Regions from separate parts of the Mus musculus genome. Here region 1 is linked to region 2. The links are chromatin contacts, called in public promoter capture Hi-C maps. All regions are on one chromosome and are shown on one strand. The core of a region is the stretch at or near the end of the contact, and the rest is flanking DNA. Distances in the headings are between cores, read along the strand shown.

What was found. Promoter capture Hi-C pulls out the DNA fragments that hold promoters and counts their contacts.
Region 1: a promoter capture Hi-C map of liver shows a contact between it and region 2, with 5 times the contacts expected there. The contact joins the promoter of 1700042G15Rik here to the promoter of Frrs1l in region 2. A contact is called at or near these places in 4 of 39 promoter capture datasets (the SN4741 cell line, liver and stem cell-derived epiblast-like cells) and 1 of 9 other capture datasets (embryonic stem cells).

What each region holds. Positions count from the first base shown.
Region 1 is chr4:57,362,923-57,365,622 of GRCm38.p6, reverse strand. 1700042G15Rik (RIKEN cDNA 1700042G15 gene) reads left to right here and starts at 1,331. Exons shown (of 3, transcript NR_038179.1): 1 at 1,331-1,589.
Region 2 is chr4:56,988,955-56,991,654 of GRCm38.p6, reverse strand. Frrs1l (ferric-chelate reductase 1 like) reads left to right here and starts at 1,264. Exons shown (of 5, transcript NM_001142965.1): 1 at 1,264-1,621. The coding sequence starts at 1,384.

The DNA.
Region 1 (2,700 bases), core at 82-2,581, 370 kb before region 2:
ACACACACACACACACACACACACACATACACACATACACACACACACATACACACATACACACACACCACACACACACACTACACACACACACACATACACACACACTACACACACACATACACACACACACACACACACTACACACACACATACACACATACACACACACTACACACACACATACACACATACACACACACATATACACACACACATACACACACACACATACACACACACATATACACACACACATACACACACATATACACACACACATACTCATACACACATACACACACATACACACACACATATACACACAAACACATACATACATACACACACACACACACTACACAATACATACTGCACACTATCAATTGATGTAATAAAAAAAATTAAGATCTTCTGAGAAAAAAGAAACAAGCTTGTCTCTCACCCCAAATGTACAGAAATAAACCTAATGTCTACTATGAATACCCAGCTGAGTCCACACAGCTACTATGGAGCCCAGTGTAAAATAGAGCCCAGTGTAACTTTCTTCCCTGACAGTCTGTGACTGGTTGCAAGGTTTGGAGGAAATGCAGCTATGTCACAGCTGTCGTCGTTTCTCCAGGGATAGACTGAGGTCTTTATTAAAGCTGGCATGCCCTACAGGCTACCAGGAAAGTCAAGTTCCTCAGAGAGAGCTCCCCAGAACAGGGTTTCTCAGAAGGAGTTCAGCCACCCCGAGAAGCAGGTAGAGAGGAGTAGCTGGGAGTCTGTGGGGCAGATGTCCCAGGATCACCCAGTGTGTCCTGAAACAGACCACAACAATGCTTTAACTGCCCTGAAAGACCACAGGCACATATACCAGATCAGAGGCCAGCCAGACTTAATGTTTCAGGAGACTAGCTAGAAGGAACAGAAAGATTATTCATTTCATTGCTAAGTATGTTCTCTGTTTATAAGTGTGGTGTGGTGTGTGTGTGTGTGTGTGTGTATCAAAAAGCACATGGGTACTAAAACTAAAGAGTGGGTAGAAAAGTAATTAAGGATGCAGAGAATCTTTTAGGATGCTAAAAACAGTCCTTAAATTGATCATATAGATGATATAAAGATAGAAGATACATAAGTATATCAAAACCCACCAAATGCATGTATAAATGGGTGTGCTTTCATACATGTTATACTTCACATATTTATCACAGAAGCATGTCTATAGGGATTTCTAGTGAAAAAAAAATTCCCTTGGAGGGTTCATACAGTTGCTGTCCGTTGGCACTGGACCATAGAATGTGATGGCATCACCAGTGATGTCAGAGAAGCCTTTTGGCTGGACTCTAGTGACAGTTTGACTCCTCAACAGTCATACTGGTGGCAGGAGCACAGAGCAGTGCCTCTTGATTGCTGGTTCAGGGGGAATGACCCCAAGCATTTGAGGAGAGGAGAGCCTGTGGTCAGCTGTTTCGTTTTGGGGTTCTTCCTGGCCCTTAGAAGACCGAGATGTGCCCGACTGCACAGAAGACGAAGTTGAAGTCACTCTTCTAGAAACTGCCTGGTGCAGATGCCATGGTGACAGATATGAAAAGGATGGGCCTTTGGTAAGAATATAGCCTCTTCCAGGCAGAGGCTCTGATCTAGCAGCTAAATCCAGCTAGAAGTGAGGACTCAGGCCATACAGGTAGAAAAGAACCTGGGTACAGGAGAGGTTTGTAGGTCCTGGCCACCTTCTGATACCTATGACCACAGGAGATTAGAAAAGTTGCCTCAGAATCAAACTCCCTTTCCTAAGGAGGAAAGGGAATCCTGAGCATTGATGATGAAAATTTTCAAACAAAACCTGAGTTCAAATTTTTTTTTCTCTTCTATTTATTAGCCAGGTCAAGGTCAAGGAGGGCTTAAAGCTTGTTTGGGGCCTCCATTTCTTTGTCTGTTAAAATAGGTACAGTGGCCCCTGTGTTACGGGGTTGGCTGGAGAGTTACATAAGACAGTTCTACCACCTCCTGGATGTTCTCAGAGGGAGCACACACTGTACCCCGCCGGGCCTCACTCTGGCCTTTGCTTTTAAGAGAGTGCATTGCGATGTGCATTCTGGCCTCGTACTACCTTGTCTGTGATGTAACTGAAGGAACAGACAGAGTAGTTTTCTTACTCTGCAGCTGGAGGGAGGAGTGGGGCAGCCTGCTGTAGTAATAGTGCTGGTGACTTTCTAACCTACCTTTGTGTGGGTTTGCCTGTACATTTGTGCACATATACATGTGTGCAGGTCTGTGTGTGTACCAGAGGCTACCCTTAGGTGTTCTTCCTCAGGACTCTTGTATACCTTGTTCATTTGTTTGAGAAATAAGCTAGGACCTGCCCGCCTCTACCTCCCTGGTACTAGGATTGCAAGGAAGTACCACTATACCTGGCTTTTACGTTTTGGTTTCTCGTTTGGTTGACTGGTTTGGTTTGGGGTTTTAACTTAGGTTCTGGGGGCTAAACTCTGGTCCTTGTGTTCACCGGCTGAGCCATCTCCCCAGCCTCCGTACCACTCTCTTCAGAAGCAGCCAAGAGGAGGGACACGAGGCAACAATTTTCTCCACAACCAACACCCACTAGAGGACTGTAGAGCAGAGCCTGCCACCACTTCCTTCCCAGAACCTTCTCATTGTGTGGGAAGCGGGGACAAACGGGGAAGATTAAAGATGGAGATCTTCCGGCCAGACCTA
Region 2 (2,700 bases), core at 15-2,514:
AATACCAGTGCTGGGAAGACAGGGGGATCCCAAGCTCCCAGCCCAGCCTGCATAGCTGAGGTGAGCTTCAGGTTCAGTGTGAGACCCTGGCAGGATTAACATAGTTAACTTCTGATGACCTGTCGGCTATATACAATAATGAACAGCTGGCCTTTGGATTTCCCAAGGCATCTCCCATCCCGATACAGCTCCCATGTCTTCCAGCCACTGGGCTAAAAATCAGTTGAAATTACTGGCTTCTCAGTATTTCATAGTTCTGTGCAAGGTTATGACATCAGTGACATTGAACCCTACAACCCTTTCCCTACATGGTCTTATTTAATATGCACTACATCCTGGGAATTAGTGATCACTGGTCATTATTGATAACCCAGGCAGTCTGACTTCTAGGTGTGCATTTGGAATCTGTTTTTCTGCCTCAGTAGCAGTTTCCTTACTTTATGCATTTTTTTAAAAAAAAGAACCAGAAGAAAGGTTTACATGCAAGGTTCTGAAGTAGCATCGAGGAAGAGATAGTGTCACTATTTCTTGCAGAAGACAACTAGTTGTCACCACCCCAACAAGGGTCATTTAAAGACAAACCTGGGATCTGTGTATATAATTGAGCAAATGAATGGCCAGATAAATAATGCAGTGTCTTACAAGCTGATGTGAAAACGTGGAGATTCGTCGTGCTTATCAGACATGGTTAGCTCACTTAATGTCTGTGCACTTTGCTTCTGGGGAAATTGGGTAAACCATTTGCCTAGTTTGAAAGGCTCAGGTTATACTCCAGCACTTGTGGCTTTTGCCAAGGTCTTAAGTTACACTTTCCACACTGTCTCTGATATCTGCTTGACTACGTAGATAGTGGGAGTTTGTGATTTCATCTTCCTTCTGTGATGATCCAGAGAAATTTATGAGTCTAGTAAGTTTTTTCTCCGGACGAAAAGTTGCAGGAGCAAGATGTTGGCGACAGTCATTCTAATAAGGTGTGGAAACTGGATGCTGGGGATTTGAGTAAGAGAGCAAATTCTGCTTTGTGTATCCAGAGTGGGGCCTGAAGCGATACAAGCAAGCTCCCAGGTGGTGCTGATGTTGTAGATCAGCGGGCCACACTAAGCACCCAGGGACCAGAAAGGTCAAATCTGGAGGCGACTGGGCGATGGGGAGAATAGAAAGAAGGACGCGAAGAAGGAGCGTCAGGCGAGGAGGGGGTGATGCTGAGCGGACGGGGGCAGGCTGCGGGGCTGGAGCGAGGATGCGCAGAGCGAGGCAGGGAGGCGGCGGGTGCGGGCGCTCCGCGGCTGCGCGGCGCGTGCTGGCGGCGGCTCGGTCCCGGCCCGCGCCCGCGGGGTCCCCGCTGCGGCCGGAGCGGCCTGGCTGCGGGATCCGTGCGCAGCGATGGCGGGGCAACCCCTGCGGCGCCCGGCCTGGGTACCACTGCTCCTGCGACTGCTGCTGGCGGGGATCGCTGCCTGCGATGCCAGCCCCGCGGACGACAGCGCGGGCCCGGGGGGCCGGGGACCCCGGGGACGCGCGCGAGGGGACGCGGGCGCGGACGAGGCAGTGCCGCGCCACGACTCCTCCTACGGCACCTTCGCCAGCGAGTTCTACGACCTGCGCTACCTGTCAGAGGAGGGTGAGGCTACCAGAGGGTGAGGGGCGACCTGGGGGTGGGAGGTTGAGGGGCGCAGGAAGGGTCCGCAAAGGTGTCAGTGGAGGCAGATGGGCACAGATGAGACTAGAGTAGGGAGCCCGGCTCTCTGACCCAGCCTGTAGGAGGGAAGTCTGGAGGAGCTGTCAGCGCCCGCTCCCCTCTTTACACGTGGGGAGACTAGGGCCGGGAGAGTCAGTCTCAAGTCTTGCGAGGCTGTGGATAGAAGGTGCTAAGCTTATGCTCCCCTAGTTCTCAGCGTCTGGCCTCCTCCATTCTCCTGCAATGGAGGAGGCGCCATCTGGACTAGAATTCCGGAGCCCAGGGCAGCAGGCGGGAAGCAGAAAACCCAACTTAGAGACAACCGTTGCACAATTACCTCCTGGTAGGTCTGGAATAACCTAAATTTACAGGTACTGTCGCTCCATCTTTCATTGCCCAGGCGCCAGAGATGGGTCATAGCTCCCTCCCCAGTCCACCCCACATCTGCTGCTACCACACTTGTAGTCTCCTAGTGTGAGCCACCATTGTTGGGACCATCTGGGCCCAGAGACTGAGATTTCTTCGCCAGCTTCCCTGAGGAGCTGTTTCAAAGAGTACAAAAGGCAAAGCCATTCTGATAAAAGGAATGGAAACTGGTCTCTTACTTCCGCAGCTTTCGGAAAGCTTGGCAAAGAGGAGCCAAGAATCAAGCTGAGGGTTGAAATGAGGTTATCTGTTCGTGGATATATCTCTTAATGAGGATGAGGTTCAGCTATACGCAGCATACAAATGTTAATATCATCAATAAGATAGGATTTTCTCTCTCACACAAGGAAATCTAGAAGCCCCACAATCCAAAGCTGGCATGAAGTCTCCAGTCTTAGGGACCTTTTGCTCCTTCGTAATTCTCAGCTTATAGCTTAATGACCCCAAGTAGCTGCTTGAACCCCACTCACTACCTTCACTTTCCAGAGGGTGAAAAAGACAAAGTGGGGAGAAAATACTGACTGCCTACTTATTAAGGATGCTACTCTGATAGAAGTTCCATAGAATGATTTTAGTTTCTTAGCCATGTGGTCACA